Regions from separate parts of the Sus scrofa genome. Here all the other regions are linked to region 3. A link is a contact called in public Hi-C and HiChIP or PLAC-seq data. All regions are on one chromosome and are shown on one strand. The core of a region is the stretch at or near the end of the contact, and the rest is flanking DNA. Distances in the headings are between cores, read along the strand shown.

The links. A called contact is a pair of places that touch in the nucleus more often than the background predicts. HiChIP or PLAC-seq counts read pairs in DNA pulled down with a chosen protein or histone mark.
Region 1: an H3K27ac HiChIP or PLAC-seq map of alveolar macrophages shows a contact between it and region 3. The contact joins the promoter of MAD2L2 here to the promoter of MTOR in region 3. A contact is called at or near these places in 1 of 47 Hi-C or Micro-C datasets (liver) and 1 of 2 datasets of contacts at active chromatin or transcription factors (alveolar macrophages).
Region 2: an H3K27ac HiChIP or PLAC-seq map of alveolar macrophages shows a contact between it and region 3. The contact joins the promoter of FBXO6 here to the promoter of MTOR in region 3. A contact is called at or near these places in 2 of 5 promoter capture datasets (fetal skeletal muscle and liver), 2 of 47 Hi-C or Micro-C datasets (liver and subcutaneous adipose tissue) and 1 of 2 datasets of contacts at active chromatin or transcription factors (alveolar macrophages).
Region 4: a Hi-C map of liver shows a contact between it and region 3, with 2.3 times the contacts expected there. The contact joins the promoter of MTHFR here to the promoter of MTOR in region 3. A contact is called at or near these places in 2 of 47 Hi-C or Micro-C datasets (heart right ventricle and liver).

Annotation. Positions count from the first base shown.
Region 1 is chr6:71,777,587-71,783,410 of Sscrofa11.1, reverse strand. It overlaps MAD2L2 (mitotic spindle assembly checkpoint protein MAD2B), which reads left to right and starts at 4,219. Exons shown (of 9, transcript XM_003481953.4): 1 at 4,219-4,358; 2 at 4,785-4,836; 3 at 4,934-5,052. The coding sequence starts at 4,797.
Region 2 is chr6:71,754,272-71,759,815 of Sscrofa11.1, reverse strand. FBXO6 (F-box protein 6) reads right to left here and starts at 4,149. Exons shown (of 7, transcript NM_001244632.1): 1 at 4,068-4,149; 2 at 2,111-2,252. FBXO44 (F-box only protein 44) reads right to left here. Exons shown (of 5, transcript XM_021095338.1): 5 at 5,297-5,544.
Region 3 is chr6:71,407,819-71,414,192 of Sscrofa11.1, reverse strand. MTOR (serine/threonine-protein kinase mTOR) reads left to right here and starts at 1,280. Exons shown (of 58, transcript XM_003127584.6): 1 at 1,280-1,412; 2 at 3,677-3,852; 3 at 4,793-4,901; 4 at 5,622-5,854. The coding sequence starts at 3,691.
Region 4 is chr6:71,880,225-71,885,920 of Sscrofa11.1, reverse strand. MTHFR (methylenetetrahydrofolate reductase) reads left to right here and starts at 3,803. Exons shown (of 12, transcript XM_003127574.4): 1 at 3,803-4,767. It overlaps CLCN6 (chloride transport protein 6), which reads right to left and starts at 4,009. Exons shown (of 24, transcript XM_005664997.3): 1 at 3,791-4,009; 2 at 2,670-2,729. The coding sequence starts at 3,877.

The sequences.
Region 1 (5,824 bases), core at 2,970-5,469, 370 kb before region 3:
TTCTTTTTGCCATTTCTAGGGCCACTCCTGCGGCATATAGAGGTTCCCAGGCTAGGGGGTCCAGTCGGAGCTGTAGCCGCCGGCCTACACCACAGCCACAGCAACGTGGGATCTGAGCTGCGTCTGCAACCTACAGCACAGTTCACAGCAACGCCGGATCCTTAACCCACTGAGCAAGGCCAGGGATCGAACCCGCAACCTCGCCATTCCTAGTCAGATTCGTTAACCACTGAGCCACGACGGGAACTCCGTGGGAATTGGTTTTTGAAAGCAGCTCTTCTGGAGTTCCCGTCGTGGCGCAGTGGTTAACGAATCCGACTAGGAACCATGAGGTTGCGGGTTCGGTCCCTCCCCTTGCTCAGTGGGTTAACGATCTGGCGTTGCCGTGAGCTGTGGTGTAGGTTGCAGACGCAGCTCGGATCCCGCGTTGCTGTGGCTCTGGCGTAGGCCGGTGGCTACGGCTCCGATTCAACCCCTAGCCTGGGAACCTCCATATGCCGTGGGAGTGGCCCAAGAAATAGCAACAACAACAACAACAACAACAACAACAAAACAACAACAAAAAAGACAAAAGACAAAAAAAAAAAAAAGAGAAAGCAGCTCTTCTCTACATACCACCGCCTCTAGCCCAAGCACTGAAATCAGAGGTCTGCTCTTAATCAGGATTAAATTAGGATTCACGTCAGGCAGCGGGCAGTGAGCCACTGTTCACCTTTCATTCTTTCTTTTGCTCATTGAACACACATTTGTTCAGGAGTTCCTGTTGTGGCTCAGTGAGTTAAGAATCTGACTAATATCCATGAGGATGCAGGTTCCATCCTTGGCCTTGCTCAGTGGGTTAAGAATCCAGTGTTGCCGTGAGCCGTGGCATAGGTCGAAGACACGGCTCAGCTCCCACGTTGCTGTAGCTGTGGTGTAGGCTGGCAGCTGTAGCTCAGATTTGAACCCTAGCCTGGGAACTTCCATGTGCCGCAGGTGCAGCCATAAAAAACAAAATAAATAAATATCTTTTTAAAGCAGCAACAAAAAAACCCATATTCGTTCAGAACCTGGATTTGACGAGGCACTGGTGAGGTGCTGGACTGAGGGAATGAATGAGGCTGGGTCTCTGCTCAGGGGGTGTCCTAAAGGGCCCCTGAGCATCATGGTATCAGTGGGATTGTCACCTGGCTATGTGTGGCAGACTCAGGCTCCTCCTCTCTCCCTGTGTCTGGTGTCCTGGGAACCTTAGGCAGGGATGAGATGGAAGATATGTCGGGTGACCAGCCTGGTGGGAATGGTACGACTTTGGAAGCGTCTGGGGAGGGATCAGGAAGGATCAGGCCACTTCACTGCTTGCTGTTCGATCCTGTCCACTCGGTGCGTGTTGTTCAGTGAAGACCGGGAATCCTCTTTCATCCAGGCAGGCCTTAGTCTTTGCCAACCTTGCTTGCATCTCACCTTCTCTTAGTTTCAATTTAAATGTCTCTAGGGAGTGATTTTCTCTCCAGCCCATGGCAGACTCTTAGGAGGCTGCTTCAGTTGGCAAATAAGCTCTCTCTCATCCTAAACATCCATCCTTCCCTCCCGCGTGCCCTCCTACACATTATCCTTGTGGTGAGGAATATGCAAATAACTTTGAAAACCAGTCTCCCAGCAAATGGCTATGCAAAAATGTAATAAATTAATCCCATAATGTAATCTCAGTCCCTTGACCATCCATCACGCTGATGTGATTAAGATATGAAAAACCAGATGCCGGCTGGATGGAAATGACAGATAACTTTTCCCAGAGCTTCCCTATGGCCCCAAACTGATTCAGCCCCCTGCCTCTGCCCCATCCCCAGCTTCTTGGTCCCCATGAAAACCAAGGCCGTCAGAAGTTTAGGAACATCTGTCCAGACTGTTCCTTTCACAAATGACATGGAGGCCTTCTGGGGGTTGGGGTCAGACCAGCGCGATCCCTCCTCATCTGTCTCCTAGCCCCCCTTCCTCCGTTTATGGCTGGCTCTGAATCCAAAGCCCTGCACTTAGGCATTTTTATCCAGTTTCTAGTTGACAAGGGCGACCCCAGGGTTGAACCAGGATGTTGGGATCTCAGTTTCCCCACTGGAAAAAATAGGAGTGCTGGGGTGTCTGTCCACCAAGGTTTCTCTGAAGGTCTTTAGCTCTGTGTGGCAGGAGGCCTGTGGGTGGCTTGCACTGTGTCATCTTGGTATGGGGGTGGGGGCTGGGGCTTAGGACCCATGGAAGGAATGCCTGGCACGAGCCCCCATGTCACCCACCCTGTGCCTTGGAGGTCATCCCATAGGAGTAGCTGGGCTCTGAGCTTCTCCACACTAGACCCCAGTCCTAAGGGACCCTTTTCAAGGAACTGCCCCCTTAAGAGCGCCACTTTCTGTTACCAATGAAAATGCTGCATTGAGCAGCCTCCAGGGAGGGGCAGTTTCCACCAGTTTTCAAAGCATCTACAGTAATTAAATCTCAAGGAGCCAGGGGACACTTTTCTACAAGACGGGGAGCTGCTCAGCTGGTTCCTACATGACGGGGGCAGGGTCCCCAGGTCTTGAGAAGGGTTGCTATGACCAAAACGTTCTGCCAGGTGCATCCATTTCTGAAATAAATCATCCATTCCTTTAGGTTAAGCATTGCAATTTTGTGAAGTGGAGACTTTCTCTGGGAAAGTCCAAACCATGGTGGTTGCAATTCCCACACTTTCTTAGGCATCAGGGTCCCTGGGAGCTTGTTAAAGGGCCAGTGCTCTGCTCTGCACTCTGACTGATCCGGTAGGTCAGGGAAGTCCAGGTTCCAGGGATTTAATGGGCTCCCCGGGGATTCTGAGGCGGATTTCCGAAGACTGCTTTAGAGAAAGGCTCTGCTGGGGTTCTTGGCTTCCAGGGTCAGGTTACTTATTCTCTTCCCTGCCCCCACCCATTAGAAGTGTGTAAATGCAGGCTTGAAAGCATCTGGGGTGAAGGCGGTGCAGGTCTGCAGTACTGAGCAGTAAATGGTAAGCATTCCTGGCTAGATCCGTGTACAACAGATGGGTTTATGACTCTTAACAGGCTTTTGTCTTCCTGGAGGTCAGAAACAAGATCCCCAGATTTCTGGCCCTGCTATGCTGCCTGTAATTCTGAAGCCACTTCTCTGACCTTAGTTTTTCCACCTGTAAAATGGGCTGAAAATAAATTGAAGCCTGGGAGTTAAAGTAGAAGTTGGAACTGGGTTTGTAGTCCATCTGTGTGATTTTGGCAAATTAGGGAACATCTCTGAGCCTGTTTTACCATCTCTAAAGTAGGACTATAAAATAGAGGCTTAGCTCCTAGGGTTAATGAGAGAATTAAAGAAATCAGTGGTTGCAACATAGTAAGTGCTCAATCCGCCTTAGTAATTATTAATCAATATTATTAATATTATTCTTATTATTATTCCCATGGTCCTCTCAGTCCTTCAGAGTCCATGGCTCTGGGGAACTTCCGAGCTATAAAGTGTAATGGCAGGAGTCAACCCTGCGTACACCCTCCCCCAAAAGCTGGGTAACTCGCGTAGGCCACTTCACCCTTGAACCTCGTTTGGCTCCTCTGTAAAACCGAGACAATCATAGCAACTGTCGCATGGAATTGCTTTGAGGATTTGGTGACTAATGCACAGACACACTTAGCCCAGTCCCCGGCACGTGGCTAGACCTCTATAAATGTTAGCTATTGTTACGCTGCTCTGCTCTGGAGGTTTTATCTTCTTGGGAGGTCAAGATAGGCAGCATTTAGGTTCCGGGTGGGGGTGGGGGTGGGGACGTCCCCGGTGCCAGCCTTCCCAGTCCCCGCCCCGGAGCCGGCGGATTCGCTTTCGGTTGGGCAGCTGAGGTTCCGGGGATGGTGACTCCGGAGCTAGCAGTAGATGTCGCTGTCCATAGTGCCCCGCTGTGCCCTCCACCTGGCTTTCAACAGCAACACCTACCCGCCCACTTCCCGCGCCTCTTAAAGCGAGAGAAATGCCCTGGGGAGGAAAATACGGAGCCATTCGGTGGGGAGACTAAAGTCGTCTTTTTTCGCGCCCACCCAAAACTGAAAGGAAGCGGCGTGGCTCGGTACTCGCTCTCTTGGGTCCTGGGATCACAACCCAGACGGGGCCCCGCCCCTCCAAAGCCCCGCCCCCCGTCGGCCACTCCCTCCCGCACCCTTGGTTGGCTGCGCGGGGGAGTGGGCGTGGCTGGAAGCCGGCGCTAGGACCCACCGGAGCGCCGCGGACGTCACCGAGCGGCGCCCTGGCGGCGGGTTGAGCGGGAGGCGCGAGTGAACCGGTCGGCGGTTACCCTCCCGGGGGCCTGGCCCCGACCCGGGAATCGAGGCCGGAGCCGGTACCGGGAGAGAGAGAGAGAGGCGAGATTCCCTCTGGGGAGGATCCATCCAGGCAGGGGGCGAAGTCTTATTCTAGTCTAGTTTCGCTTTCCGCGAATCCCCGCTTTGCGCTCTCGGCCCTGCGCATCCAGTTGTTCTCTCTGCGGCCGCGGCGGTGCCCTTTATGCAGGCACAGTTCTGGCCTCTTCTTAACCCCCACCCCACGCCACGAGACTGCAGGGCGCGGTGGCCAGTGGACAGAGGCCAGTGATCGAGGCGCAGCTAATGCCTCTGAGTTCTGACGCCAGCTTGGGGGCTCCTTCCCAGCTGCCCTGGTTCTGTGTGAAGGGAGGGGCGTCCCGCCTCGATCCCCTCCGCCCCCAAAGTGGGGGAGGAGTAGTGGGGGCCGGTGGGCCCTGCGGCTGCCTGGGCCTTTGGAACTAGCTTCCACTCCTGCCCCACCCCCAGGTGTCCGGAAGGATGACCACGATCACGAGACAGGACCTCAACTTTGGTCAAGGTAGGGAGGCTGGACTTGCGGACCTGGGGTCGGGGTGCCCAGAGAGGGCCTGGGCTGGCGGGCTTCCCCGAGCGCACCGGGTTCTGCCCCCTCGCAGTGGTGGCTGACGTGCTTTGCGAGTTCCTGGAGGTGGCCGTGCACCTGATCCTCTACGTGCGTGAGGTCTACCCGGTGGGCATCTTCCAGAAACGTAAGAAGTACAACGTGCCCGTCCAGGTGAGCCCCCACAACCAGGCTCGTTGCACCCCAAATCATAGTGTGTAGGGGGGGTTAACGCTCTTCCATCTTCAAGCTTATCCCCCTCCTTCCCCAGCAGCCTGGCCTTGACTTTGACTTCCCCAACAGCCTGGTGGCAGCTTCTGTTAGCCTGACAAGCTCCCACCCCTTCCTCCCATGGCATTTCCTTCCATCCCCACTGAATTGGGACTTCCCTTTGCCAAAAGTTAGGGACCAGGCCCTCCCATTAGAGCACCCCGGTACCCCACTGTCTTTGTACTTTAAAGGTCTCCTGAAGTTGGTGAATGGTTGGTTTGGGGAGGGGATTCCTATAAACCTCAGGCACCTACCTTCTCCTCTCATGTACCCTAATTGTAATGCGTTGTTTTAGGTTAAAAAGCAGACAAAGCAGTAAATATATGCTACTCTATTTCCAGTCTCTAGAAGTGCCTGCCCCTTAGCAGCACTCAGTAAATATTAGGACAAATGACCGAATACTGGAAGGTGGTGGAAGCTTAAAGGATATACAAGGAATAGGAAAAAAAGAATCAGCACTTACTGAGCACCCACTGTGTACTAGGTACTTATCTCACTTAATCCTCACTTTTTCCTGGTTGCCTCCTTAGCGCAGTAGGCAGCACATCAGTCTCATAATCCTCACTTTTTCTCTATGAGCTGTTCCACAGGGGAAGTAACTAAAGCCCAGAAAAGTTAAGCCTGAGGCCATACAGCTCCTAAATTCCAGATTTTTTTTTTTTTTTTTTTTTGCCAC
Region 2 (5,544 bases), core at 2,900-5,399, 340 kb before region 3:
AAAAAAAGAAAAAAAGTAGTGGTCTCTCTTTGGCGGCTCCTCTAGGGAGCAAGTGAGCTGATTTGCCAAATGAATCCAGAGTGGACATAGTTTCCCATCCCATGCTAGTTCTTTTAACTAAAAGAAAAAGATCTCCATTCAGCCCATTAAAAACGAGGAGGTAACAGCTACCCAGGGTGGACTCATCACCTGAAGAAAGAGTAGTTTTCTTTAAAAATTGACCTGAGGTTGATAAGCCATGAAGAGGTTCACCAGATTTTTGTGGGCAAGGCTGAATTTTGCTCCAGTCAACAGACTTAGCAAAGGCTACTGTAATTGCTTGGTGGAAGTTTCCAGAGAGCATTCTAGCCTCCTGCCAAGAGTTAGGGTTTGCTCCTCTAAAGCTCCTCCAGAATGTTGCCATCGGGCTAGTTTCATTCAGTGTTTGCCTGACCCTCACCAGCAAGCAGTGGATGAACTGGTAGAAACCTGAGAAACCAGACGGGGAGGTTTGAACCACTACATTCAAGTCTTCAGCAAACCTATGCGGGCCTCCGGCACCTTACGGAAGGCTTTTGCTATGGCTCGCAATTTGGCCTTAGTTCAGGGAACATAAGGAATTTGGGGGTTATTTCAATCCTCAGAAGATTTAACTGATTTCTTTTTGTCTTTTGACTTTTTTTAAGGTCATGCCCGAGGCACATGGAGGTTCCCAGGCTAGATGTCGAATCGGAGCTGTTGTTCCCGGCCTGCGCCAGAGCCACAGCCATGCCAGATCCGAGGCTTGTCTGCAACCTACACCACAGCTCATGGCAACGCCGGATCCTTAGCCCACTGAGCGAGGCCAGGGATCGAACCTGCAACCTCATCGTTCCTAGTGGGATTTGTTAACCACTGCGCCACGACAGGAACTCCGGGAAGACTGAATTTTAAGGAGGCAGATTCTGAAAGATTCAGAGGAGGGAGCAGGAAGAGTCAGTGGAGCTTTAGGAGAAAAGGAAAGTTCCCGGAAAGAATCAGAATGGGGAGGTGCAGAGGGAAAGGAAGGTGGCCCTTGGGATGGGCTTCAGCATCCAGGGACAGAAGAGGGCGTGGGCAAAATGACCTCTCGGAAGCCATTGTGTCTTTCTTGAATATTATGTCTGCCTCAGTAAATTTAAAAGTTGTATTTTGCAAAGAGGCAATTTTAGACTCCTTATAAGTTTTTTTTTTTTTTTTTTTTGTCTTTTGTCCTTTTTTTAGGGCCACATCTGGGGCATATGGAGGTTCCCAGGCTAGGGGTCTAATTGGAGCCGTAGCCGCCAGCCTACACCACAGCTCACAGCAATGCTGGATTCTTAACCCACTGAGCGAGGCCTGGGATTGAACCTGAAACCTCATGGTTCCTAGTCAGATTTGTTTCCACTGCGCCACGAAGGGAATGCCTCCTTATAAGTTTTGGAAGCCTTAAAATAGCAATCAAATAGATGTCTGGTTCAGATTTGATAACTTCGGATCTATGGGTATCTAACACACTTTTCAAAAGGTAAGTTTGAGGAGTTGAAAAGCTCCCCATATTGCCACTGAGGTTCTAAAATACTTTTGTTTCAGTTGGTCCATTTAGTTAGAAATGCATGCGAGGAGAGATTTCAGTTTTTACACAAAAAATTGCCCAGAGTCCCTGACGAGAGGGGGGCTCCTCAAAACATTTAGACAACTGGGATCCCACCTTTCAGGGGTTTCTCCCTAGAGGGAAAGAATAATAATAACTATGTTTTGGCCATGCCTGTGGCATGTGGAAGTTCCCAGGCTAAGGATTGAACCCATGCCACTGCAGTGACAACACCAGATCCTTAACCCACTAGACCACCAGGGAACTCCGAAAAGAATAATTTTTATGCAGCCAGCAGGCCAAATACCAAAACAGCTCCAGTAGGAACAGCCTGATCCCAAAGGAGTCAAGCCAAAGGCTGAACAGCACAGTTCCAGAAGTAACAGCCTGATTTCAAGAGTGTGGCTAAAGGGCCAAATACTCACGGACAAAACAAGGCTTTAACAAAAAAGGATGAAGTCTTTAAATACATTCCAAATAAAACCTGGAGAGCTTCAAAACGCAAAGAGAGCGGAGCTCAGATCCAGGAGAAAAACTTACCCTCAAACTCCAAAGTTGGCAAGAAAGCAATGAGTGAGCTCCGGGCTTTCTCTGTAGGTACCAGCACCTGTTTGCTCACCAGCCTTGGAGTTGTTGGGGAGTCTTCTCTGGATCCAGGTTGAAACCTTCGTGTAATGCTAACCTAAAACAATAAAACAGCCAGTTATTTTACTAGCAAAACAGGTTTATTTGGGAACAGCAAAGAATTGTAATGCAGGATATGCAACTATGGCGAACCACTTACAAGTCCTGTTACGGAGAGGGAACTCTTTTATAGAGAAGTGCAAGATAGGGAGGCCATTATAAACAGAAAGTCGGAGTTCCTGTCATGGCACAGCAGAAACAAACCCTAGAAACCATGAGGTTGCAGGTTTGATCCCTGGCTTTGCTCAATGGGTTAACGATCTGGCTTTGCCGTGAGCTGTGGTGTAGGTCGCAGATGTGGCTTGGACCTGGTGTGGCTGTGGCTGTGGTGTAGGCCGGCAGCTGTAGCTCTGATCGGACCCCTAGACTGGGAACCTCCATATGCTGTGGGTGGGGCCCTAAAAAGACCAAAAAAAAAAAAAAAAAGTCCATTGGAAGACATAGGGATTTGGAAGTATAGTGGCTTTTCATTGGCTGAGCTGTTGCCAGGGAAGGAGAAAGTCTTTTTTTACCTTCCTGCTGGCAGTAGTAGTGTCACTTCCTGCCAGAGAAGCCAAGAAGGTCTCTTGCTACAGAGATTGTATTGACTGTTAAGTGCTCCTCTGTCTTGCTTCTTTGCCTCTATTTTAGTAAAGTTTCCCTTGATTAATTTTACACACAGTTCTCAAAGCTTTCATCCTATAAAAAATGAGGGTGAGCACACACTCTGGCCTAGGAAGGAGCATTTTACCAGAGAAAAAAAATAAACAGATAAATGAGGTACTTGTATCTTGTGCAAAATTCTATGATGGAAAAATACTCCATGTGGCCAGGTCTTCTCATTTTCTGGGAAGAATTGTAAACATTTTTAAATAACATAAAATCATTTTTTCCCTTTTCTTTCTTTCTTTTCTTCTTCTTCTTCTTTTTTTTTTTTTTTTTTTTTTTTTTTGCTCAACCTACAGCATGCTGAAGTTCCTGAGCCAGGATGAACCCCCACCACAGCAATGACCCCGAGCCATAGCAGGATGCTTAACCCACTGAGCCAGAAGGCAACTCTGAAATTTTTAAATGTTGATAACTTCTAAACGCCCTGTCTAGGCCAAATAAAAGTCCCTGGGCTCCAAGTAAGAGGTGTCTTAGGTACAAAAGCTCCTCCCTCTGTTGTTCAAAGTCCGGTCTTTGCTCTGGTCGCATGTTATCACCCAACCCCATCCTCTAAGCCTGACTGCAGAGGGGTGTTCCGGGGGCGGGGGGTGGGGGGTGAAGGCCATCCTGGGCACTCTGGGCTGGAAACGTCCACAAGAGCCCCAAGAAACCACCACGCCCCGACTGGGCTTCTCACGTGCCACGCCCGGAGCCCTGTCTTCTCCTTGCCACCAGAGACCGTCCCAACAACCCCTTAAGGCACTCTTAGTAAGACCAATTCCGAAAGCGGAAGCTGAGGCTTGGGAAAGTTAGGCCTGGGTCCCAGGCCTAGCGTGACGGTGCCCAGAATTCCCAGACGGCCCCCCGGCCGAGGCGCTGCTCGCGAGGTGAGGCCGGCGTGGCCGCGGATGCCTAGGATGCTCCGGGCCCCGCGGCACGGGGGACTCCGCCAGCGGTGACCAGGGCCCGGCGATCGGCTCCGCCCGCCCAGGGTCCCGCCCGGAAGCGGCCCTCCACGGCCTCCCCCCACCCTCCAGCCCCCACCCCGCCGGCTGCCGGCGTCCCGGGCCGCCCGGGACAGCGTCCGCGGGCTCGGTTAAGGTCCCGGCGACGCCTAGCGCCAGATACCCACACCCCCGCCCGCCGGCCTGGCGCCCCCTTAGCGATCCCCCCGTGGGGCGGAGACCTGGGCGCGGGGCGGGGCGCTCGACGGGACCTGAGCTCGGGGTCGGCCTGGACCTGCGACCTCGGCGACGCCGGCCACTCTCGCCCCGCCCCGCCCCGCGCCTGCGTCACGCGCCGCGCTCGGGCCACCTCCCGCGGTGTCCCGGCCGGCGGCTCCCACGGCCTCGCCGGGTCCCACGCCAAGACCCTTTCCCCCGCCGTGAGCGGAAGGGTCTGGGGTCCCCCGGAACGTGCCGGGCCCGCGCTACGGCAACTCCCGACCTTGTCGCCTGAACGTCAGCCTTTCCTTCCCGGCGGTGGGCGGCTCAGCGGCGGGGACCCATCTCCTCTCGGCTTCCTCCTCCCTCTGGGGAAGCGGGAGCCGCCTCCTGACCTAGCCCCCGCCCCCGCCGGGCCCCTGCTCCGACCGCTACGCGGCGCGGAGGGAGCGAGGGAGGTGGGGTCCCGCCTGCAGGGTGACTGCTGAAACGCTGGCCGTGAGCCTGGCGCCTACGCTCCCCTAGGACCTGAACTCGGGCAGGCCTGAGTTTCCTCCAAAGTACCTCTCTGCGTTTTTGTTAGGATTAAGTTAATGAATTCCTTTTTTCCCCCCCGTTCATCAGGCAACCGCAAAGCGTCGTGCAGGCTGTGCACTGCACAAGGGTGCTTGATCGCGGCCAGTTATTAACTCTTCGGGGCTGCATCTTCTCCAAGGAAGGGTGTCTTTGGCGAACTTGCTAATCTCACAGCTGTTGGGTGGTGGTCCCTGCCCTAGCTGAAGCCCTAGTTTAGCTCACTGTTGCGTGAAACAGTGCACATTAACAGTACTTATTGAGCACCTACTGTGTGCCAGGCACCGTTCTAAATTCTTTGACTGCATCTAATGTCGGAACGCTCTGGGCAGTGAGGAACACACCAGTAAGCAGTGCCTGGGATACCGCTGACCCAGCATGAGGGCCATGCAAGAGCTGCTGGAGATATTCCCCCCCGCCCCAGCACTCCCCCCTCAGCGTGGCCAGGCCTCCAGAGGAAGCTGGCAGTATACTGGAGGACTGCCAGGGCAAGGTGTCTGCAGCTCATCCAGGGGTCTGTTTTGTCCCTCCTTCTGTGAAGGTCTGGCCCGGAGATGTTCATTTCTCTCTGTACCTTGGACAGAGCCATACAAGTTGTGGCTTCTGCAGACCAGGGGCAGGATCTCCCCCAAGGTCTATGGTTCCCCCCACCCGCACCCTAGAAAGCACAGGGCACAGGTTGGGCTGGGAAGACCTTTTATTTGGCCACATGCAGCAGGGGTAGGATCAGAGCACTCTGTCCTTCCAGCAGGAGGGAGAGGCAGGAACATGGTCGGACAGGGTGGGGAGGTCCTGGGAACGGCAGTTCCGAGGGTAGGTTGGGGGCCTGGCCTAGGCATGCAGGTGGACAAATGGTCCTTAACCTGCGCCCTCTCCCCCCCACTTATCCAGGGCTCACACATCCCAGCTCTCAGGGTCCAATCCTGC
Region 3 (6,374 bases), core at 31-2,530:
ATTAATGCCTATGTGAGGTTTCGGTAATAGGAATGCATATTTTATTTAATCGGATTCCTATTATAAGATACAGGAATTTTTAAAGTTTATTGCAATAGACCATGCTTTAAAAAAAAAAAAATGAGATGTCAAATTTATTTTTGCTATTTTTTTTTTGTTTTGTTTTGTTTTTTTGCTTTGAAGGACCACATATGGAGGTTCCCAGTCTAGGGGTTAAGCAGAGCTACAGCGCCAGCCTATGCCACAGCCACACCAGATCCGAGCCATGTCTGGAACCTACACCACAGCTCACGGCAATGCCAGATCCTTAACCCACCGAGCGAGGCCAGGGATCGAACCCGCAACCTCATGGTTCCCAGACGTATTCGTTTCCATTGCAGCCACAAGGGGAACTCCTGCTATTGATTTTAGAAAGCTTTTTTTTTTTTTTTTTTTTTTTTTTTTTTTTTTTGTCTTTTTGCCATTTCTTGGGCCACTCCCCAGGCTAGGGGTCCAATCGGAGCTGTAGCCACCGGCCTACGCCAGAGCCACAGCAACGCGGGATCCGAGCCGCGTGTGTGGCCTACACCACAGCTCATGGCAACGACGGATCGTTAACCCACTGAGCAAGGGCAGGGATCGAACCCGCAACCTCATGGTTCCTAGTAGGATTCGTTAACCACTGCGCCACGACGGGAACTCCTAGAAAGCATGTTTTTAAAATGATCCTGCTTTGAAATTATTTATGAGTAACCCATTTAGCTAAAACTTGTCTATGGTTTCTTGCGAAAGATCTTACGACCTAGGTAATTTTGGAAAAGTGGGGAAATCCAAAAGCGCTTTCAAATGCGTATTTAACAAAAGAGAAATCACGAGTGCACAAGAAATGCTAGTCAGAAACTTCCACGTCTTTTACTCTAGTAACTATAGTGCGCAGGCATCGCTAAACTTTGATCTTGAAGATTAAACGCGGCGGGTTCTCGAGCCACGGTCTACTGCCTCGTGGTCCCAATCCCGCGGTACCCAGGCGGCGGACTCGGCGTGGCCACAGCCCAGGTGCTGAGGGGAAATATACTAGCGATGCACCGGATGTGTGCGTGGAAGTGACTGAAGTCAACTCACCAGCGATTGGTTTTTTCGAGAGGATCTAAGCTTTATTTCGCCTGCCACTGGCCACAGGGTTTGTCTATTTGAATAGTCTCCGCCCCGCGGAGAAGCCGGGTCCTGAAGCTTCACTTCTCCTTCATTACTATTGGTCTCCATTCCAGTCCATCTTCTTCTTGCGCCCATCGATTGGTCCTTTGTGTTGGGAGACTGCCCTCCCTCCCGCCCGGCTTAGAGGACAGCGGGGAAGGCGGGTGGTGGGGCTGGGGGCCTGAAGCAGTGGAACCGGCGCTGGTGGCGGCAGCTGAGCCCTCGGCCGAAGCCGCGCGGTGAGTCTGGGGCCTGGCACCGACCCCTCCAAGGCGGTGGAATGTCCAGACCCACGGCCAACCTGGTCCGTGGGGGGACCCCCAGGAAGTCGTGCGTTTGAGACGTGGGGTCCCCTCAGTACTGGCCCAAAGGACTTGGGCGCCGCCGGAGCCCTTGACCCCCGCGAGGCAACGCCCACCTCCTCCCGGATCCCCAGGAAACCCCCGGACCCTTTAGCTCACGCTATGTCTCTGGCGCCGTGAAGGCGGGCCCATGAGCTCCTGTATTGCTGGGGAGCATTTGGGTCGCCTTGCGCATCAGTCACCCCTATGAGCCACCTACCGATTGGCCTCCGAGAGGACCAGCGTCAGTGTCAGCCCCTTTAGCTCCACCGTGGAGACCTCTCAAGCACCCATTTCGCAGAGCTGAGCTGGGTTCCATCCCTGAGCTTCATCTCCTCTGCTTCCCCCGCCCCCATCCCTAGTTTCAGCCACCTGACGTTAACTTGTGTAAGCCCTCGCCAAGACCCTTAAGATAGATATTTCACTCCTAGTATTTTGACTTCTGCCTGGAGGCCTTAGACCTTATTAAGATATACTGGTTCCTTCCTTCGACTGGAAATTCTTTGCCAGCCTCCCTCCCCCTCGTCATAGACAAGCACCACACACTCTGTAGTAGTTTTCCCATTTGGAGCCCTTGGGTTTCCTCTCTCCTGAAGTTTGACACTTCCTTCTGCAGTCTTTGCACCCTTTCAGAACCAATTAGTCCCTGGTTTTTTTGTTTGTTTGTTTGTTTTTTCCTGCATTTCACAAATTCTTTCAAAAACAAGAATTTTGAAAATTTGATTTTCTAATATAATCAGGACATACCCTAGGATAGGTGTATATGTTACGGCCGTCGCAGTCTGGGCCGAGTTCTGTTATGGCCACTTTATTGTGGTTGCCGGATTGTCTGTACTTCCTCCTAGACTGTAAGCTTGCTGAGGGGAGGGGCAATACATAATTGTGGAACAAATGCCTGATCTCAGGAACTAATTAGTCTTTTTTTAGCTTACATTCCAAGTACTAGTCTTTATGGAACTGCGCTGTCCAATACAACAACCACAGGTGGCTTAGAGCACTTGAAAATGTTGAAATTGCTAAGTTGAAATTGCAGTAAGTGGAGTTTCCATTGGGGCGCAGCAGAAATGAATCCGACTAGTATCCATGAGGATGTAGGTTCGATCCCTGGCCTCACTCATTGGGTCAGGGATCCTATGTTGCCATGAGCTGTGGTGTAGGTGACACACACGGCTAGGATCCCATGTTGCTATGGCTGTGGTGTAGGCCGGTAGCCATAGTCTGATTTGACCCGAGCCTGGGAACTTTCATATGACGCAGGTGCAGCCCTAAAAAAAAAAAAAAGAAATTGCCGTAAGTGAATATATCAGTAATTTGGGGGGGAGGGAGGCAGTGGGCTGTGCCCACATCAAGCATCAGTTCCCGGGCCGGGGATCGAACGTGCGCTACAGCTGTGACAGTGCTGGATGTGTAACTGCTAGGCCACCAGGGAACACCTGTCATAACTTTTTATATTGTGACATGTTGAAATGATATTTGGATATATTGGAGTAAATAAAATAACTAATTTTGCCTGTATCTTTTGACCTTTGCTATGTGGTTACTAGGAACTTTAAAGTTACATTTGTAGCTCGTATTTCTGTCAGACCCGTGCTGCTATAGAATAACAATCAGTTTCCCTCTCTAAAGTGAATTTGAGGAGAGGGGCAGTCTTAGGCTTGCTTTGTTTTCTCTCACGCTCCCCATCTCTGCTACCTGGCTCTGTGCAACGTACAGAGTAGTAGTAATAATAATAATATTAACCCAGCAACTATTGCAAACTCACTGTGTGCCCAGCACTATGTTAAGCACTTTTTAACATGTATTAGCTCGTTTAATCTTCACATCAGTCCTCTGAGTTAGGTACTCTTATCCTCCGATTATAACTAAGATATTTGAAGTGTCTTCCTTGAGGTATATAATTTTGGACTGGATTCACACCCAGGTAGTCTGGCTGCACAGCCCATAGCATAATTTGACCTTCTCTGCTCTGCTGCCTCTTTCAACACCCGTGGTTATCAAATGAATTGAGGCTTTCTGCATGCTTTTCATTGGGGTCTCCCAGCCTTTTTAGGATCCCCAGCCTGATGTGGATGAGTGGAGGCCTGTGGGGGGAGGTGGGGCCATAGATTAGTTCACCGCCATGGTTTGTTATCCAGAATATTAAAGCCAGCTTCTCTCCAAAGAACCTCAGGGCAAAATGCTTGGAACCGGACCTGCCGCCGCCACCACAGCGACCACCACTTCCAGCAACGTGAGCGTCCTGCAGCAGTTTGCCAGTGGCCTGAAGAGCCGGAATGAGGAGACCAGGGCCAAAGCTGCCAAGGAACTCCAGCACTATGTCACCATGGAGCTCCGAGAGGTTGGAGCTGCTGCGGTTTGGGGCCCTTCATCATGGCCTTTTGGGGCTGCATGTGCCATTCCTGGTTTAGATGCCTCTTGACAGCTGATTGAGGGCTCAGAAAAGGCAAAGATTCTAGTTTAGAAAGGCACCCAATTTCTCAGGTCTGTAGAATGGGCAGGTTCCTTTGCCACAGTTCCACATTTCTGTGGCATTTCCTTTCTTGTGATAGTTTAGGAGTCAGAGTAGAATTGGCTGTTCCGGGAGTTCCTGTCATGGTGCAGCGGAAACGAATCCGACTAGGAACCATGAAGTTGCGGGTTCGATCCCTGGCCTCACTCAGTGGGTTAAGGAACCACGTTGCCATGAGCTGTGGTGTAGGTGGCAGACATGGCTCGGATCTGGCGTTGCTGTGGCTGTGGTGTAGGCAGCGGTTACAGCACTGGTTCAACCCCCAGCCTGGAAACTTCGTATGCCTCAGGTGTGGCCCTAAAAAGACAAAAAAAAAAAAAAAAAAAAAAAAGAAAGAAAGAAAGAAAGAAAGAAAAAGAATCGGCTGTTTCTTTTAATTTTTTTCTTTTTCATGCCACATTCCAGGCTTTTGAATCTTTCTGCCTGATAACATGGGTTGGGATGGGTTTGAAGAGTTGATTGCTTGGGGCTTTTCAAATAGAGGCCAGACCTGAGGTAGGGACAGTGTCTTTTTTGGCCTTGTACCCAGGCTACCAGGTAGAATCTAGGACAGGACATGGCCTCCCCTTGAGTAGATACACAGTAGGTATTGGTTAAGTAAACAGATGATTGCTCTACGGTTTAAAACAACAGAGATGGTCAGCGGCTGTGTCGTCTTCGGTTAACTGCACCTGCTGGCCACCTCTTGGGTTCTGGTCTTCGAAAGGCACCCCACGCCCCCACCAGCAGGGAACATTAGACATTGCCCTGAATACGTCTTCCTTTACAGATGAGTCAAGAGGAGTCTACTCGTTTCTATGATCAGCTGAACCATCACATTTTTGAACTGGTTTCCAGCTCAGATGCCAATGAGAGGAAAGGCGGCATCTTGGCCATAGGTAAGGACAGGGTCTCTGGCACAGTAAGAACTGGACATCCAGGACTGTGTCCTTTGTGTCCACTGCACTCCGTGTCTACTACTTACTGGATCCTCACTTCATATTTGTTTAATGAATTCTAAGGAGACTTGTGGCTTTCAGTTGCTTATTCGGCTATTAATTTTAACCACAGTCCTGGGCAAACCCAAGGGCAAAGAGGGTTTTTTTCAGACATGGAGCCTCAGAACCACTAAGCGACTTTTCCAGGGCTGGTGCGCCAGAGCTGAGGCTGGAAGTCAGCTTTCTTCCTGCTACCCTTGTTGCATTTTGCAGGCTCTTGTTTCTCTCTAGAGCCAAGTTTGGCAGAGCAGAGCTCAGAAATGGAAAAGTAGAGTTGAGGGGACTGTGAATAAAAGGCAGATAATTTCAGCTCATGGGGACTGGTTATCCATCCTGTGAATTATTATTCAGTCCTGGTTTGTTTTCCTTTTCTTCTTGGGAAACCTGTATATGCTAAAATATTAAGATGAGATCATTTTGCTTTATCTAAGTAGTTCTGGTCCAAACATTAAGTCTGTTTGTTAAAATGGAATGGAAATTATTTGCCTCCTCACCAGCTGGAAATTGCAGTCTGTGCTTAGAGTAGGAGGAAGGGGTCCCTCGCTAGCTTTCCTCTGAAGACAGTGGACCTCCGTGGACCGCACATGCCCGACTCATCCTCTGCCTTCCTCTCTTTGCCAGCCAGCCTCATAGGAGTGGAAGGCGGGAATGCCACCCGAATCGGAAGATTTGCCAACTATCTTCGGAACCTCCTCCCCTCCAATGACCCCGTTGTCATGGAAATGGCATCCAAGGCCATTGGTCGCCTCGCCATGGCAGGAGACACTTTTACTGCAGAGTATGTGGAGTTTGAGGTGAAGCGAGCCCTGGAGTGGCTGGGTGCTGACCGAAACGAGGGCCGGAGACACGCAGCTGTGAGTACCTGTGGAGCCGTGGCCTCGTGTCAGGTCCTTCCCACCATGTGCCCAGGTCCCTGAAAGGCAGAGAATGAGAGCGGATGCTCCGGGCAAAGGCCCTGTGCTTCTTGGTTCAGGGTCTGTCCCGAATCCCTTTCTCTCTTTACCCTGAGCTCCCCACCTGCAGAGGAAACTTAATGTTCTCTTTATTGCTTGAGAGGCAGCCCTCTGTGCAGTGCTTCTTCTCACCTTGACTTTCCAGAATCCAGATTGCCTCCCAAGGAGTTCCCTCATGGGAACAGCAGGTTAAGGATCCAGCGTTGTCGCTGCTACGGCTCTGGTTACAGCTATGGTGCAGGTTTCATCCCTGGTCCCCAGGAACTTTTGCATGCCATGGGTGCTGCCAAAAATGAATACATTTTTATTTATTTATTTATTTATTTTTGTCTTTTTGCTATTTCTTTGGGGCCGCTCCCACGGCATATGGAGGTTCCCAGGCTAGGGGTCGAATCGGAGCTGTAGCCACTGGCCTACACCA
Region 4 (5,696 bases), core at 2,554-5,053, 470 kb before region 3:
TTATTTCTGCTGTATATGCTGCTCTTTGCTTTGAAGGACTAACAACTTTTTAGAAACTGAAATTCGTACAGGTGGCCTGCAGGGCTGCTGCCCATGGTAAGGAGCAAATACGGCACAGGGCTATGGGGGAAATGGGGCCTGAGATGTAGCCCAAGTTCCCCCAGGAAGGACAGGCACCTTAGGGTTCACACAAAGAGCACTGCCAATGGGCCTTGAGTTGGGGGTGCTGCAATAGCCTTTTATTGAAGTCTTTGGCTCTGAGGGGCCCTTTTTCCAACTCAAATGAGCACTATGGGCTCTGTGACCTGCACAAAAACAGTGGTGTTTGCTAACTACCCCCTCCCACACATAGGGAGTTGTTATTTTTCAAGCCACCTATAAGGAGACTGGATGTCAAAATGGGAGTCTAACATCTTGTAAGACCCCCAACTTTTCAGAGAAAGAGTCAAAGATATGCAATGAACTTTCACTAAGACAAAAGGAGCACATTTTAGAAAGATGTACAACAGGTTTCTCTAGCTGATTCCTCGTAAATAAAATCTAAGCAAATTTTCTGATTAAGTGCCTAGCTAAATTTGCTCTTACACACAGCAAATGCTCTGAGGGAGTTCATACACAGAGATGGTTACTTGGAAATACTAATGACTCACAAAAAAGAATATTAACCCATAAAATTTATATAAATATGCATATCAGCTGAAAGGAAATGCATTACAAATATGAGTGCAATTTAGTCAAAGGAAGAAAGGAGCCTGGGGAACAGTAGGTCAATGGAGCAGAGATGCTGTGCTGAGCTCCCAAGAGAAGCATAAAGGCTGAGACTGCGTCAGTCATGGTAATAGGATATCATCAGGCTCAATGAGGGGGTTCGAACTGACCACATGATATGGACCATTTTATACTAATTCACGTAAATCTCTTGACTACACACAGGCAAACAAGTATTTAACAAATACGAGAAAATACGGTGCTTTTTGATTGATTAAAAGCACTCGCATCAGAGAGGCGGGTTAAACTACATCATTGTGGTCCACCTGGCAAATTCCAGAGTCCTCAAATTATTTTGTCAAGTCAAATGCAAGGAAAAAAAAAAAAAGATGAAGGTGGAACCTATTTCATCTTAAATACACTTGACTTAAAAAGATATATCAAACAAATGAATGTGAGGACCATTTATTTGGAACCTGATTCAAACAAACTATTAAAAAGTACATGACATTTATAAGACAACTGGAAAATTTCAACACTGGATATTTGATTTTAAAGAATCATTGTCAATTTCTTAGGTATGAAAATGGTATTGGGTTACGCTAAAAAGAAAGCCCTTACCCACTAATGATTCACACTGAATTATTTATGGACAAAATGATGTGATGTATAGAATTTCTCTCAAAATAATATAGGAAGGAGGATGTGGATGGGAAAATAGACGAAACAAGGCTGGGCATGAGCTGAATGATGTGTGAAGCTGTGTGATGAGTACAGGGGCTTTCTCTTACTATTCTGTCCATTTTTGTCTATGTTTGAAATTCTTTAGAATAAAAGGTTTTTAAAATTCCATGTTACACTACAAATCATTAGTACTTACACTAAATTCTACAGCATGAGTAAGATGAAATAGAAAAAGAAAATTAGCCTGGTATGTTATTGTTTTAGAATACTGAATTTTCAAAGTCTGCACAACATATTTTTAAAAAGCATTAAACACAGACATGATTAATTCCACTCCTTGGAATTAATCCTAAAGAACCAATTAAAGATGATCTAGAAAGGATGGCCCCCACCATGCAGATCACAATATAGAAAAATCAGATTAAAGAAACTGTGCCATAAGGAAATACCATTCCCCTATTTGAAAAGATATTATAGAAAAGCAGCTACTGATATAAAAACTGTCACCCAGTGGAGGGAGAAAATATGTTAAAATAGAGTATTTAGTAGAATCTTACTTTGCTACTTAAAAAAAAAAAAAACATGGAAAAGGATGTTTTGTTAGTGAATAATCATCTTTCAATGATCAGGGTTGTGGGTTTTTCTCTAGCCTCTTTTTGTAAATCATTTACAAATCCTCTATCACAACTGTGGCTTGTGTTTGTCATTGCAAAAGTCATAGAAATGTCATCGTGAACTGGTTAAATAATAGAAAAGCATTCCGCAGGACTGGCCTGGCCTTACTACACAGACACCCACTCACACACACACTCCCCCCCTCTCTGAATTCCATGCCTGAAATGGAGAACTACACTCAAGAATTAACATTTCTGAGAGAAGCTGCTTAGACAGGAAACAATCATCTGAAAACTCAGTTCACTCAGAAGAGAAGCAAAGTCTTCTTGTCCTCACGTGTTAGGAGCACACACTCAGTGGCTTTGACTCTGGGTCTCTGCAGGTTGTAAAAGAAAACATCTAATAGCAAACACATACTCTACCCAGATTAAGGTACCACAGATCCACGAAAACATGGAGACACACTCAGACCCTGCTTGGGGTTGAGGTGAGAAAAGGGCTTTTTAAACAGTCTCCTTTCCACAAAGAAGTTACCTCTTACCTACTCATCTCCTGGGAGAAAAGGTCAAAGAGCATCTCTGGTTGGAATCCTAATGCTTGGGTCTGAAGTGAGCAGGTCACTCACTACTTTTGGTACCCAAGACAGCATCTAAGAATCTTACCTCATAGTCTTTCCTTGGAAGGATCTCATCCTCCTCTTCCTGTGTTTCTCCAAGGATGGTCTAGAAGAACAGATCCACAGAAGGAAGACCCTCTTAATTTTTTTTTTTTTTTGTCTTTTTGTCTCTTCAGGGCCACACCTGAGGCATATGGAGGTTCCCAGGCTAGGGGCAGAATCGGAGCTGTAGCTGCCGGCCTACATCACAGCCACAGCAAGGCAGGATCCTTAACCCACTGAGTGAGACCAGGGATCGAACCCATGTCCTCATGGACACCAGTCAGGTTCGTTAACCACTGAGCCATGATGGGAACTCCTTAATGGTTTTTAAAGAGGAATGAGGCAAAAAAAAAAAAAAAAATTGGAATGAGGCAGAAATATGTACTGAAATCAACTGCTAGTTTCTAAGTCATCTGAAGTCATTTTCAAATGGGAACTAGACGGAAAAACAACCTTTTGGGATGGGGGTGGAGCGGGTAGGGTTCTACCCATGGGTGGGGATCTACCCTCATCCAACTGAGCTCTTCATCCCTACAGAACATTCTCCAAATAATCACTCGTCTTCAGGACACTTCAGAGATGTCCCTTGCCAGCTTAAGGTGGAAAATATTCAGGTTCCACCTGACAGCATGCCAAGTCTGAAACCAGGAGGGACTTGTCAACTCTGGGGACATAACTCAAGTTTTCCCAGAGTGCTTTGCAGATGGAAGCTGGAATATCAGTGACCCAGAAAAGGTGAGGAAATAGAGAAAGGGCTGGAGAATCTCAGCTGCATGATCTGCACAAACTCCAGCGGAGGAGCTCCTTCTGAAAACGCTTGTTTCATTCAAAACTCCTTTCAGATGGAAATAAAAGCATATGAGGACGGGATGCACTGGTGCAGGCCTGGATTCTCCCTCAGATTCTAGGCAGGGGTTATGATCACACACACACACACACAAAAAAAAAAGCCCAGACTTGTACGCGTGAAGCCCGGCAGATGCTTCCAGAGCCCAGGCTGTTGTCCCCACGCCCCACCCGCTGCCACCTGCGGTCCATGTTCGGCCCGGCCCCACCCCCGGCAACGCCTCTCCCCGGTCCCTTAGCAACCGCCCCCTGCCCAGCCCCGCTCCGCCAGCTCCTCACCAGCTCCTCGGGAGTGCGGGTCTCACGCTCACCACAACAGCAGCACCACCTGCAGCAGCAGCAGAGGGACCCCCTGCACCCCGCCATCTTCCTCCTTTACTGCCACCCTGGACCCCTCTGGCAACCCCCTCCCGCCCAGGATCCGCGCCTCACGTGACTGGCTCCGGGAGTGTCACGTGGCCCTCTCGTGCTTGGGGACGGAGACTGGGAGTGGCTGCAAACGGGTGGGGCGAGGGCTCGCGTCACATGACGGCGGAGGGACGGCTTCCAAAGAGACTTCTGGGCGCGGCCATGCTGGGGGCGGGGCTTCCGGGCGCCTGGGCCGGTGGTTTCCGCCCTCTGCTTGCACCTCCCTTAGCAACCTGACACCTGCGCCGCGCCCCCCACTCGTGCCCCGCCCCCTCCTCCGGCGGGCCCCGCAGCGTCCACGCAGCTGCGGCGGGCACGCTTTCCGAGTCATCCGCGACCAGAGGGTGAGTGACAGCGAGTCGCGGGGTTGCCAGGGAAGGAGACCAAGGAGTTGGGGACCACCCACCCGGGGGCGGGCTCTTGCCTGTGGGCAGCGAGCGATAGCGGCCGGCCCGCCCCCTCCTCGCTCGTCCTCCGAGAGAGTAATGTAATCCTTAATGGCTGCCTCCTGCACGACCCCCAGCAGCGAAGCGAAGACTCACTTTCCTCCCCGGCCTGGTCGGAGGCGGCCCTGAGTCGGGGTGTCCCCGTGCCGGACTGGGCCTGGGCCTTCATTTCTTCACCCCGACCATGAGCCGGTGACCCGGTGAATCGATCCACTGCCCCCGAGCCACCCGGGCGCCAAAGACTCTTCGCCGGTTCCCCGCCGAGCGCCTGGAGAAGAGCGGTGGTCCGCTGGCCCTGTTTCCGGCGTCCACTGCATCGGGCTGCGCACGGGTGCCCACCCGACCTTTCTGGGAGTGGTGGCCTCCGTATTTCCCCACTGCCCCGTGCTCGGCACTGATTAAGTAAGTGCTCAGCAGATGGTAAAGGATTATTCTGAGAACAGAGTGACAGTGCCTGGTGGGTCGGTGCTCAGGAGTGCTGGCTGTTAGTGCCATATGCCAGGCACTGGGATACCATGGACAGAATACCCTGCCCTGGTCTCAGAGAACTGGGAAGAGGGAGCGCAGGCAAACCTGTGAGCCCACAATTGCAGCCCTGGGTGCGATGGGACCCTAGCTTGAAATGGGTAGGTGGTAGCACACAAAAAAGGTTGAAAGAAGGCTAGTGCATGCTAGGAATGAGGTAAGTCCTTATTGAACAAAGAGCAGATAGATAGTTTGTCCATGGCTCTGATTTGTCTGTGGTTCAGCCTCCTTCCCCTTTCTTGGTTTGTTCCAGCAATTAATGAGGCACTCTCTTGAATTCCAGAGAAAGACCAGCCTAGGCTGATCTTGAGGCTCTCCCCTTTCTCATTCTTGACATTAATCCCCATGGAGAAACTGGAGTTTTAGGTCAGAATCAAAATGGGCTTCCCTAGGGATGGAAAGCGTGGTCTGGGCTCAACTCTTTGACTTTTTTTTTTTTTTTTTTTTTTTTTTGGTGGAGCCTGTGGCACGCTGGGCCAGGCATCAAATCTGAGTTGCAGCTGTGACCTACATACACCCCAGCTGTGACAACACCAGGTCCTTAACCTACTTGCTGCAGTGGGAACTCCCTCAACTCCTTGACTTTGGAGGGACCAGTGTGTGTTATGTGCACTTGTTGTGTGTTTTAGGGGAGAGGAGCAATTGATCTTACCTGTTTCTCGAGAGTCTAGGACCCCAAAATGGTTAACAACACTGGCTTAGCAGTGGACATTTCCTGAAAGGCATGAACCTGGCCTGGTTGTCCCTCTAGTGCTCCATGTCCCCATCCCCTGGGTTTTCACTGCTATGTGCTTGCACCTTCCTGT